2 separate regions of the Sus scrofa genome follow, and region 1 is linked to region 2. Evidence: chromatin contacts called from public HiChIP or PLAC-seq data. All regions are on one chromosome and are shown on one strand. The core of a region is the stretch at or near the end of the contact, and the rest is flanking DNA. Distances in the headings are between cores, read along the strand shown. Region 1 holds the start of ZNF592 (zinc finger protein 592). Region 2 holds the start of ALPK3 (alpha-protein kinase 3).

Evidence for each region. HiChIP or PLAC-seq counts read pairs in DNA pulled down with a chosen protein or histone mark.
Region 1: an H3K27ac HiChIP or PLAC-seq map of skeletal muscle shows a contact between it and region 2. The contact joins the promoter of ZNF592 here to the promoter of ALPK3 in region 2. A contact is called at or near these places in 3 of 47 Hi-C or Micro-C datasets (psoas muscle and skeletal muscle) and 2 of 2 datasets of contacts at active chromatin or transcription factors (alveolar macrophages and skeletal muscle).

The regions. Positions count from the first base shown.
Region 1 is chr7:52,790,280-52,796,478 of Sscrofa11.1, reverse strand. ZNF592 (zinc finger protein 592) reads left to right here and starts at 2,529. Exons shown (of 11, transcript XM_021098901.1): 1 at 2,529-2,635.
Region 2 is chr7:52,715,131-52,721,887 of Sscrofa11.1, reverse strand. ALPK3 (alpha-protein kinase 3) reads left to right here and starts at 3,113. Exons shown (of 14, transcript XM_021098900.1): 1 at 3,113-3,361. The coding sequence starts at 3,219.

The DNA of each region.
Region 1 (6,199 bases), core at 1,280-3,779, 75 kb before region 2:
TTGCCATGAGCTGTGTTGTAGGTCACAAACATGGCTCAGCTCCTGAGTTGCTGTGGCTGTGGTGTAGGCCGGCAGCTGTAGCTCCAATTCTACCCCTAGCCTGGGAACTTCCATATGCCTTGGGTGCAGCCCTTAAAAAAAAAAAAAAAAAAAAAAAAAGCAAAACAAACAAAAAAAGCCAAAAAGATTACAGATGAACTATAATTTAACAATCACATAACACTGGGCATTTTGCTTGTTTTCACAAGCATGGTGCTGTCTTTTGGGGAAATACAAATGGAGTGGTTTAAAAATCCAGAAAAGACAGGGAATTCCCATTGTTGCTCAGTGGTGAACAAATCCGACTAGGAACCATGAGGTTGCGGGTTTGATCCCCGGCCTTGCTAGGTAGTGTTAAGGATCCGGTGATGCCGTGAGCTGTGGTATACGTCACAGACACAGCTCACATCCCACGTTGCTGTAGCTGTGGTGTAGGCCAGCAACTACAGGTCCAATTAGATCCCTAGCCTGGGAACCTCCATGTGCCACTAGTGCGGCCCTAGAAAAGCCAAAAAAAAGGTAAAAAACCCCTAACAACTGGAGTTCCTGTTGTGGCTCAGTGGTTATCGAATCTGACTAGGAACCAGGAGGTTGCAGGTTTGATCCCTGGCCTCACTCAGTGGGTTAAGGATCTGGTGTTGCTGTGAGCTGTGGTGTAGGTTACAGACATGGCTTGGATCCTGGGTTGCTGTGGCTCTGGTGTAGGCCGGTGGCTACAGCTCCAATTCGACCCCTATCCTGGGAATCTCCATATGCCACCGGAGTGGCCTAAGAAATGTCAAAAAGACCAAAAAAAAAAAAATCCAGAAAAGACAACCTTAAGACCACTAGAACATTAAAAATATAAAATTAAATCTTAATAAAATAAATGGAGTGGTATCCAAGGTATAGTGACAAATTTCCTAAAAGGGCAATTGGGGCCAGTGATTATTTAGAGAACTCCAAGTTCCCCCATGAATCTTTGGAAATATTGGCAGAGATCTTGGGTTTCCCAGAGCCAACTACATGTAAGTTTTAAAGGGCAGTGACCCCAGCAGGATTATGGTTGACTTTGGGGGTCATCCAGGTCACTGAACCATGGGAACATGCCTGGCTGAGTATGCATACCTCCCCACCCTAAAATATTTATTTCTATCTTTGTGTATCCTTTAAACCTGGTTGGAAGAAGTGTGCCTCTTCTCAGATTTCTTAGCACCCCCCCATCTCGTTTTCCTTTTATGAGATCATGCACCATTAATTATTCTCTCTCATCTTTTTATTCTCCCCTATCAGCTCTTTTGAGTGCACCTCCTCAATTTAAAAGAAAAAAAAAATCACCTTTCTCCTCTGCTCCAACTACCCCTGGAGCTATACATAAGGCCTGCTTTTCTTCCCCTCTCCCTGCCAAACTTCGGGAAAGAACCACCACCCTTTTTACTGCCTTCAGCGCTTCACTACCACTTACTCCCTACTCAAGAGCTCAGCTCAGCTTAGAGTCTGGCCCACAGTCGGACCGGGCTGAAAGTTCCACCCCTCTTGAAGATTGGCCTGTCCTTCCCCGTTCTTCAGACGCACTTCTCCACGGTTGGCAGTGGGTGCTCACTGCCAGACACCAGGGCCTCATCTCTGGGTTCTCACACTATCACCTGGCTGTTGCCTTAATTCCGCCTGTCTCCAGGTACGCTGGGCTCTTGGAAGGTCCTGCTGGTCACCTTCTGGGCCATCTGCCCACCTCTCCGTTCTCACCTTGCACAGTCCTAGCTTCCCCTGTAACTCGGAGGTCTCGCCGTCTATACCCTGGGAGGCACCCGTTGCCAGGCCTTCAACTCTGTTCACCGCGGGTCTCACGGTTCCTCCAGAGGCTCCATTCCTCCGGGCCTTCGTGCAGGTCTCTAGATATAGCAATGACCCAACATTGAGGGCGCACCTAGTAAGCGCCAGGCCCATGCCCCCTCTGCTACCTTTCACATAGCTGCCTACTAGGCTCCACTAGTGCCAGATCTGAGGGAAGAGGACGCCGTCTCAGCTCCTGAGGCGCTCGCCCTCCGCTAGGGCGACACAGCCGCGTAGGCAGATCGTGGCCCTCTAGTGGGAGACCTCGGCCCCGACCTCGGCCCTGCCCGGGAGGCGCGTCAGAGGACGAGAGGCCCAAGTCGCGGAGAGCGGCCGCTGGGCCGGTACCGCTCCGGGTGCTCTGCTGGGCAGGAGAGGCAGGCGAGCCCGCGGGCCGGGCCCGGGTCCGCGAGGTTGGGGTTCTATTTCTTCCCCGTGCCTCCCCTGCCCCGCCCGCCGCCGTCGGGTCGGTGCCGCGCAGCCCGCCCGGGACGGGAGGCGGGAGGCCGAAGGCAAGAGGCGAGAGGCCGGGCCCAGACTGGGGCTGGGGCAGCCGCTCAGCCACACCGCCCTGGGCCGGGCGCCCAGGTCCGAGTCGCCTTCCGCCTCCCCCCACCCCCCCGCGGCCCCAGCCAGGTCCCGCCGCCAGGCCGGCTCCCGCCCCCGCTCCGCCCCCGGAGCCGCAGCCCCGCCCGCCACCGCCGTCGCCATGTTGTGGCTCCCGCAGCCGGCGCTGGGGACGCGCGCGGCCGAGCCCGGGGCCTGCAGCCGCCGCCGCCGCCAGGTAAGCGCCCCCCGCGGGCCGGGCCGGGCGGGGCTTGTGGGCCGGGGCCGCCGCCGAGGCCGCCCTAGCCTGAGCCGGGGCTGAGCGGAGCCGGGGCCGAGCCCGCGCCCGCGCCGAGGCCCGGCCCTGCAGCCAGGCGGACCCTGCTCGCCGCCCGAGGCGGCAGCCACTTCCCCCGACCGCCGCCTGGCGGGCCCCGGCCGCCACCCCACCCCGCCCCCGGCCGACGGGCCGCCTGCCCCTTCCGCCGCCCCGACCCGCCGCTACCCGGCTGGGCGGGCATGCTGCTGTCCTCCTGGCGCGGGACGGGCGGCCGCCCTCGGCGTCGGCCCACGGCCCCCTGCCCGGGCACGGATAACGGTGCCACTTTCCCCCGCTGGGGCGTCCTGTCAGTCGGACCGTCTGGGCCGCCCGAAGAGCTGTCGCCGTCCCGGAGTAGACACTTGGGGGATCGACCTTTTTTGGCGCCCCTCCGTTCCCCTTCGCCCCCCCCCGCCCAAGTTCTGACCCCGGGGGAGGTTTCATCGGGAGCAGACAGGTATTCCTGCCCCGGAGTTGGGGGCCCAGGGAGTGACCAGGCCTGTTGATCAGGGTGGAGGTTGTCTCTGCAGGGGCTTTTCCTGCCAACCTGAGGGGGAGGCTCAATGTGACCCGAGGGAGGACGGGGAGCGTCTGCTGGACAGATGGCCTCCTGGCCTTGGATCAGCGCGTGTGAGGGGGAGGGGTCTGTACGACCTGAGGTGTGCCTGCTTCTGAGAACCCCAGGATTATCAGAACTGCTCAGGGATTTTTAACTTTTTTTTTTTTTTTTCTTCTCCATTTTTTCTTTTGCGTAGGCCAGAGATGGCATTAAAAAGCCTGGATTGGAGTAAATTCACAGACCCACCCAGGGCAGTATGTCTAACACCCAGGACTAGTCTAGAATAGAACTGGAGGAGGGGACTTGGGGGTAAGATGGTATTTGGCTTAGGGTTGGCCCACTTGCCTTCAGCTCTGTGTTCCTGGAAGGGCTGTCTGGTGCATCTGTTGGTGTGTAGAGTGTGGCTAAGGATACAGGATGTGGACATGCCTGGCCTGGTGGGTACTTGGTAGGATTTCAGGGATCTGTTTCCTCAAACTCATAGGTACACTACACAGTGAAAGAGAGCAGGAAGCAAGGTGCTAGCACACACATTTTGATCATTTTCCAATGTTTCCACTGGTCGTGGCTTTGATTCATTCAGCAAAATTTTACTGAGCACTTATTATGTGCCAGGCACTGGACTAGGTTTTGGGAGTACAGCGGTAAACCAAAAAGACATGTTTTAGCTTAATTGAGCTCATTGACTTGTGGGAAGGCCCAATAATAAGCAAATCATCTTGAAATTTCATTCAACAACAAATATTTGTCAACTAGTATGTGCCAGGCATTGTTTTAGATACTGTGAAGAAAGCAAGCAAAAATAACTGCCCTTGTGGAAGTTTCATCCTGGAGGCTTGGGGTGGGGGGAGACAATAAAATTAAATATGTAATAAAAATATAGTCTGTTAATAAGTGCTAAGGAGAAAAATAAAATAAGAAAGGAGGCTATGAGTTGTTGGGTGAGGACTGAATTTATATTCGAGTGGCCTGGAAAGACCTCCTAAGAAAGTCTTTTGAATAAAACTTTGAAGGTAGTAGTGAACTAATCATTTCAAACTGTGATGAGTACAAGGAAAGAAATGTGAAGAGTGGTAAGAGACGTCGCCCTTTATTTGGGTTGGGGGCTCAGGGAAGACTTCCCTTGAGGAAGTGACATTTATGCTGAGACTTGAAGGAGGGTTAAGAGTTAACCATGTGTGGAGCAGCACAGAGCTCGGCAAGTTGGAGGAAGTGAAAGAGGCCTGTGTGGCTGTAGGGGGGAAAGGGAGAAAGAGGAGATAAGTCTATGGAGAGGTGTGTCAGATCACTGGGGCCTTGGGGACAGAATGCCTTCCCTCCTTAATTTGGATTGTATTCCCAGTGTAATTAGGAACCTTTGAAGGGGTTTAAGTGAGTGACATGACGTTATTTACATTTTCGAGGACTCTGGTGTGGACCAAGATAAGCAGGTATGGTAAGGCTTTCTGTGTTGAATGGCCTAACTACTTGATCTGCCTGAAAAAGCCTCAAGCAGTCTGGGGAGGATCCTTTTCCTCAGACGATTTTGCCCAGCTTTTAGGAAGGGAAAGGAAAATGAATTAACATTTCTGGACTGCCATTAGGTGAAAGAATCAATTTTAGAAGACTTTTGCAGGCATTATCATATTTAACCTAATCCTCTCTGCTACTAGAAAAGAGTTGTCTTGCCCCCTTTACTTATGTATACAAGTTCAGAGGAGCTAGATGACTTATCCAAAGCCATGTTTGTAACATAATCTGGATTCAAACCCAGATCTTTCTGATTCCAGAGCCCAGTGGCTCTTGAGCCAGACTATTTATTGAGTTTGCATCTTGCTTCTGCCAATTGCTAACTGAATGACTTTTGAGTTAGCCTCTGTTGTGCCTCAGTTTCCTGTTTGGAAAAGCCTCAAGCTTTTCCCAGCTTAAATGCAATAAAAGTACCTCCTAGAGTTGTTGTGCTGATCAAATTAAAAAAAAAAAAAATATATATATATATATATCTCCCAATGGTTGGGTCACTTTGTTGTACAGCAGAAATTGACGGAACATTGTAAATCAACTATAGTAAAAAAAAATTTGAAAAATTAATTGCTCAGGAGTTCTTTTTGTGGCTCAGCAGTAATGAACATGATTAGTATCCATAAAGACTCGAGTTCCATCCCCAGCCTCAGTAGGTTAAGGATCTGGTGGTGGTGTAAGCTGTGGTGTAGGTCAAAGACGAGGCTCAGATCTGGTATTGCTGTGGCTGTGGCTTTGGCTGGCAACTATGGCTCTGGTTCAGCCCCTAGCCTGGGGACTTCTGTATGCCACGGTGCGACCCTAAAAAGACCAAAAAAAAAAAAAAAAAAAAAAAAATTAGCTCAAATGCTAGCTGCTGTTATTACTTAAAAAGTTAAAATATCCATGCTGCCTTTCGGTGCTGTTGTCATTTTGGATGAGATTAAATATATTCATAATTTAATTCTTGAATATTGTAAGACTCACTTTTCCTCTAAACAGCTATAGACAATGTTTCATGTGATGGATCCTTCAACATGGATTTCCCACTTTAGTCTTGAGGCTGTGCTAGGACTTAAGGATACAATATGAATTCCTTCTCTCAAGAAGGTCAAGGTATCCAGGGGAGGTCAGATAATTAGAAGAATGAGCTACAATGTATTTACCAAGCTGTCTAAAGTCCCTGTAGTTAGAGAGCTGTTGGGAGAAGTAAAAACTAAATGCCTGGGGAAGTAGGGAAGGCTTCAGGGCAGAGGAGACTTTCTAAATGGGCTTTAGAGGAAGAATAGGAGTTTTACAAGCAAGTAAGACTAGGCAACAGGCATTCTATGTGGAAAGAGTTATGTGTGAAAGCATGGAGCCATGAGAGGCTTAGTTTGTTCAGGATGAGGCTGGGAAACTGAGTTGGGATTGTGAAAGGCAGGTCAAATTTGGGTTTAATTCTG
Region 2 (6,757 bases), core at 1,864-4,363:
ATGTATTTTTATTTTTTAAATAATGATTTTTTTCCCATTATAGTTGGTTTATAGTATTCTGTCAATTTTCTTTTTCTTTCTTTCTTTTTTTTTTTTTTTTGCTTTTGAGGGCTGCACCTGCAGCATATGGAGTTTCCCAGGATAGGCGTCAAATCAGAGCTACAACTGCCAGCCTACACCACAGCCACAGGAATGCAGGATCTGAGCGGTGTCTGTAACCTACACCACAGCTCACGGCAACGCCGGATCCTTAACCCACTGAGCGAGGACAGGGATGGAAACTGCAACCTCATCTTTCCTAGTGGGATTCTTTTCCACTGCTCCAGGATGGGAACTCCTCTCAATTTTCAACTGTTACATCTACATGTACACATTCTTTTTTCTCACATTATCATGCTCCGTCATAAGATATGGTTCCCAGTGCTATACGGAAGGATCTCATTGCTAATCCATTCCAAAGGCAGTAGTTTGCATCTATTAACCCCAAATTCCCAGTTCATCCTACTCCCTCCCCCTTGGCAACCACAAGTCTGTTTCCATGTTCATGATTTTCTTTTCTGTGGAAAGGTCATTTGTTGAAGGTACAGATCTTATGACCCTTGTGTGCTCTAGCCTGGTACATGTGTAGTCACCACAAATGAACCAAAACTCTATATAAGCATGATTTCAAATATTTGAAGGACTGTCCTGAAGACAACCGAAGATATTATTTTTGATTTTGGCCTCCCAGGCAGCATGCAGATTGAAACCATGCACAATAGTGACAATGCTGGATCCTTAACCCACTGCACCACCAGGGAACTCTTGAAGAGATTTTAATATGCACACCTCCAGAGAGCCAAGAATAAGGATGAATTGGGGTATGTGCTCAGAGGACAAATTTGGGCTCATTAGGAGAAAATGCTTTAGTATTTTCTTTAGTATTGGCTTTAGTACAGATTCAATTAGTAGAAGCCTGATTTGAAGCAGCTTGAGCAAAGGGAGAGCTTTTTTGAGTACAGATTCCAAGAAATGGTTGCATTGCCAACCTGCAGGAAGGCCATGGACAAAGCTGCATCTCAGGAACACTTGCAACAAAGCTCCCAAAAATCTTCAGGACTCTGCCCCTTGCCTTTGCTTCTCCCTGTGTCAGCCTTCTTCTTCCCTACTGCAGACTGGCAGACTTCCACATAGCAGGAAACATGGCTGCTGAAAGCTCGGACCTTGCAGCTCACAGCTTTCTATTGGGACTGTTTTTGTTTTGTTTTGTTTTTTCCAAATTCCAGTTGAAAACATTTTTTTTTTTTTGCTTTTTAGGGCCACACCTGCAGCATGTGGAGTTTCCCAAGCTAGGGACTGAATCAGAGCTATAGCTGTTGGCCTATGCCACAGCCATAGTCACTTGGGATCTGAGTCGAGTTTGTGACCTACACCACAGCTCAGTGCAATGCTGGATCCCCAACCAACCGACTGAGTGAGGCCAGGGATCAAACCCACATCCTCATGGATACTAGTCAGATTCATTTCTGCTGCACAACAACAGGAACTCCATTTTGGTGAAGAACTTTGGCACAGCTTGGGTCTGAAGCTTACTTCTGCGGTCAGGGAGATGGGTATCATGAAGAGTGTGGCTTGAGTCAAATGAGAAGGTGGAGGAAGTGGTGAGGGGAGAGGGTAGGAACATGGCAGCTGCCCTTGGAATCACACAGTGGGAGTAGGGGAAGAGCAATTTCCAAAAGGAGTGGGGATGTAAGAGCAGCTTCTAGAATAGAGGGGTTGTACTCCTTTGCTCCAATTTTTTTTTCTTTTTCTTTTTTTTTTTGCTTTTTAGGGCCGCACCTTCGGCATATGGAAGTTCCCAGGCTAGGGCTTGAATCAGAGCTACAGCTGCCAGCCTAACCACAGCCACAGCAATATGGGATCCAAGGTGTGTCTGCAACCTACACCACAGCTCATGGCAATGCCAGATCCTTAACCCACTGAGCGAGGCCAGGGATCGAACCCTCATCCTCATGGATACTAGTGGGGCTCGTTAATGCTGAGCCACTGCAGGAACTTCCTGCTCCAACTTCCTAATGATTAAAATCATCCATCTCTAGGTACTTTCTGGATGCTCTCAAGGATGTAGGAGAAGATTAAACCAACTTGGACACTCCCAATATTTAGTACCATATTTAGATAGTGCTTAGAATTTTGCTCTCAGAAACTATTGAATGATTAAATTATTTTTCTGGGCGTTAGGACTCAGCCCATTTCCCCTTTGGGTGCTGGGGAAAGGAGGCTGAAAAGGGTGGCAAAGGAGGTTCAATAATTCTAGAATTGTTCGCTGAAGCCCTGATCTATGCTAGATAATGGAGAGGAACACAGAGGTACCCAGAGGAAATCTGGCCTCCTAGGAACCGAGGTCACTTATGGAGGTATATGAGTTTGAGTTTGTCTAAGTGCTGGACCAACAGCCACTGGCAAGGCCAGGGGCAGTCAGGTCTGCTGCCAGGAAGAGGGGCGAGTCCCTGGCTCCCTTGTCTCCCATTGGATCCAGCCCAAGCTCCTAGCGGCTCTTTGCCCCCTTGGTGCCTTTCTCCAGGCCTCAAACGCCCCGCGCAGCTCCTTGGATACTTCCTTTTTTATTTAAGATTTTTATTTTTTTCTATTACAGTTGATTCACAATGTGCCTTGGGTCCTTCGGCACCCTCCGCTTGGCCAAGGCCGCACAGCCGGAGCTTCCACACCTTCAAAACGGGGCGCGGGCAGGGCAGGGCAGGGAGGTGACTAGGGAGCTAGGGTCCTAGGGACCTGTTAGGGGCACGTACTGGGTCCCTTTCTAGAGTCGCACCCCACCCCCACCCTTTCCCCTTCGGCTCAGAGAGGGTCGGACGCCGCCGCTGCTGAGGCAGAGGCGCGCGCGAAGCGGGAGCACACCGCCGCCAAGGAGGCGCACGGTGGGAGAGCTGTACACCCGACGGGCGGTCGGCTGAGGGAAGAAACCAGAGACCCGGAGTCGGCCCCTCGGGCAAGGCCTGGCGGGGCCTCCGCGCCCCGGCGCCCCCCGGCGCCTGGGAGGCCGCGGTGGCCGGGCCGGGGGAGGGACAGCAGCAGGTGACGACGGCCGGGCCCCGGGGCTATAAATAGGGGCGCGCGTCAGCCGCGGGAGGGGGAGCGGCGGCCAGCGGCGTGGAGCCGGGCGGGCAGAGGCCTGGAGAGCGGGCGGGAGCCGACGGCGAGTGCGGGCCGGCGGCAGCATGGGGTCGCGGAGGGTGTCCAGCCGGGGCTGGGGCTCGGGCGGACGGGCCGGGGCGGGGGACGACGGCGAGGACGACGGGCCCGTGTGGATCCCCAGCCCCGCCAGCCGCAGCTACCTGCTCAGCGTGCGGCCCGAGACCAGGTGAGTCGCGCTCGGGGGGGGGCCGGGCCGGCGTCGGGCGGGCAGAGGCCTCGAGTGAGGCCCTCGGATGGGCCCCCCGCGCTGACTGGAGGCCCGAGGCCCGGGTCACGGCCAGGCCGGGCCCGCTCCCCTGCCCTCTCAGGGCCCGTGAACCTCGGGCCTCTGGCCAGGAGAGGCTCAGGGGACGAGAGGGGCCCTAGTTCGGGGTGATTTCACGGGGGCCCCCCGAAGGCTCTCCTTATCTGCGCTCCCTTGCTCCCGCCCCGCCGCCCCCACCGCCGGTACTCCCGGGCTTCAGATTCCACAGTTTGCGATAAGGAAGGCAGGGGAGGCCGAAATTCCTCGGGGCTGGCAGGGAGGGGGTGGGCGAGCAGCAGGGAGGCAGGAGGGGACGCCAGGGCCACTGCCCTGGGGTGGGGGGCTGTTTGGCTTGGGATTCGCCAGGAGGAAATAAACTGCAAAGACGGTTTTCCCTCTGGGCCCAGAACCCTGGTCTTCCCCAGGATCCTGGTGGGGGCTGTTGAGGTGAAGGGGTGGCTTGCTGGTTGGTCCTGCCTGAAGATTCAGAGGTTGTGGCTCTGAGGAAGCCAAGTGCCCTGCCCAGTTGGGGGCAATGGGATGCCAAGGGAAGAGGCTGAACTGATGAACCCTTTACTCCCCTTCCAAGAGTTAATTAAAGAGGTGTGGATGCTTTGTTTTAGGAGCTCGGCTACCTACAGATGTAAGGACACAGACAATAGAGAGGCATTTTGGCACTCAAAGGCACACTGGCCCATGGGGACACGTGCATTGCCTTGGAGACGGATACTTCCTGCCCCCTCTCGGCCACTCCGTCTCCCTCCACCACTGGAGCCTACTCCTCAGGGAATTGTGATGGCTAGCTTTTGTGGTTGTGTCACAGCCCCAGCACTTGGCTTGTCGTAGGTTAGACCGAAAACAGCCACTCCTCTGAGAAGCTGTCCAGAGACCTCTTGTCCTCCGTTCTTAAAACAGCACAAAAACAGACATCAAGGACATTCAGGAAAAGTCCCAGGCACTTCCTCGTGGATTGGCTGAGTTCTGTTGACCTTGGAGTTGGAAAAGTTCAAATGTAACCGGAACCGGTTTCAGCATAAAACTCGTCAAATGGTGTCACATGTCTAGGACAGGGCTGAGGGCTGGTGTGAGTGACTGAGTCAGACTCGGCAAGGACCCTGGCTGCCAAGAAAGAATGCCCCTTCCTCCTGACCATGGGCTCTATGGAAAGGCTGGAAGGAAATTTGTGTATTTATTCCAGCCCATGGTGAAGCTGATTGCCTTATAGCAGCCTCACACTTGTCTCATACTTGTCACAATGATTTGTCTGGGCTTTGCCTCCTGTGTCCAGCCTTTGTCAACATCAGCGGAACAAGTACAAGAGGGAAGTAGGGCCCTTCTTAGAGACAGCAGTGGGGCGACTTGAAAATTAGGCAGAATGGAGAGGGCGGGGGACCCTGGGCTGTTAGGAAAAAAGCTGGAGAGTGGACACTGTGTCCACTCTCTAGCTGCCTGGCTGAGCAGTTGTGTGGTAGATAAATTTTAATTGCACATCTGAAGAGCACAAAGCAGTATGTCAGCCTGAGAACTGCAGATGGGTAAGAAGTGTCTGGCTTAAGTCCTTTGGGACCTAAGTGAGTGCTCTTAAATGGAGACTCTTTTCATTGAACATTTAAAGGGGCAGGGCTGGGGCAGTTTGGGAGAGAGGGTTTTTTAGCCCAGGACTGTGGGCTATGTTTTGCCCCTGCCAGCTGGCCACAGACACCCCTTCCCCCCCACAGGTCCTGAGGGACAAGGAAGCCCAGGCTTACCTCACTTCTGGAGAGGCCTCTGGCCCAAGAGGATATACTGTGAAAGTGAATGGGGCTGTAAGTGGGGTGGGAAGTTCCCGGTTCTCTAGCAAGGCCTGACTAGAGCAGGCAACCTTATAGTCTTCTCTCAGAGCAGCCCGACTGCCTGTGGGGCTGGGAATAGGCCCCGTTGAAGACTTTGCCAGCTGATACTGGCCCCCGCCCCTTGAAACCTGACTATCCCACAGTCCTGACTGAGAGGCAAATCCCATCCCACCCACTCACTCTTGACTTCAGCATTTTCTGGGTCTACTGTGATACAAAGCTATCATGGAGCCTGTGAGTCATCATTCTCATGGGCCCCTGGGAGGGTGGGCTGCCCTGTGGGAGCTGAGAGACAGCTAGACTGGGAGCCAGGCCACCAGAAGCCTTGGCCCAGGTCTAGAACCTGTCTTCCTGTGCATACCTTTCCTTCCCCTGACCCTGGAGGGGTTTCCAGTCCATAGTCAGCTCCAGGATATTTCCAGTAATCACCGGGGTCAGAGGTCCAACATGCAAATAGTCCCACCGCACTCTAGGCCCTGCCTCCTAGGGTATCCAGCCTCTAGTACCTCAGCTCTTAGGTAGGTGGGCGTGGGTAGGCCAGAGTAGGTTAAGGAACCACTCCTTGTGTGGATGCAGTTATAACTAACTTGCTTCTGAGGGACACTTAGAAGTTCCAGAAATCTCTGATCCCTCCTTTCTTAGATGCCCTGGTCCAAGCGGGCTCAGAGCAGCAGCAGAGTGTCATGATATTTACTATAACATTGTAACACTTCTTCTGTTCTGCTTGGGTCAGGTAGGTTGTCCAGGGAAACTGAGGCATCAGATTAGGACTTTCCGAAGTTCTTTTATATCCCAGGATACATGAAAGCTGAGAGGAATGGGAGGCCTCTAGCTTTTGTAGCCAGTCCTGGTTCCCTCACTGCACTGCTCCCAGGGCTACTTTTCTTCTTTATGAAGAGAGCTTTCCTTCCTGGGCCCTGAATTCCCATTCTCTATAATGAGGGGAGCATTAAAATGTCTTTTAGGCCTTTCTATCCCAGCTTTCAATTCCTCTGATTCTTACAGTCCATAAACGGGGAGCTCCCTTCCTGGGTAAGAGCCCTGAGCCTACCTCTGGCCCAGTCAGCAGGGCACAGCCACCTTCTGAAGACAGGGTGCCTCTACCTCCCATGGCTCCTCCCGATGTGGCTAATTAAGTAAGGGTGAGGCCTAGAGAAAGCAAGACAGTGGTTCCAGGGGGCAGAGCATCACAACCAGCCTTAGAGAGAGCCAGGGAGGGGTCACTAATCACAGCTCAGCCCCTTGCCTCCTTGCAGGTGGAACCTGTCATTTTCTATCTCAATTAGGGAGCTGATTCTCTCCTTCTCCTTCCCAGGGAAGAAACCCAGACCGAACAAAGGAGAAATATCTCCATTCTAAGGAGAAAGGCCAAGGAAGCTCACGATCAGGAAAGGATGAGTTGGCCAGTGCCTTGAAACCGTGGGAGGTCCTGCCCTCACAGCCTCTGGAGGACTTTTAAAGCTCTGAGCAAAGGTGGCTGCCTTCT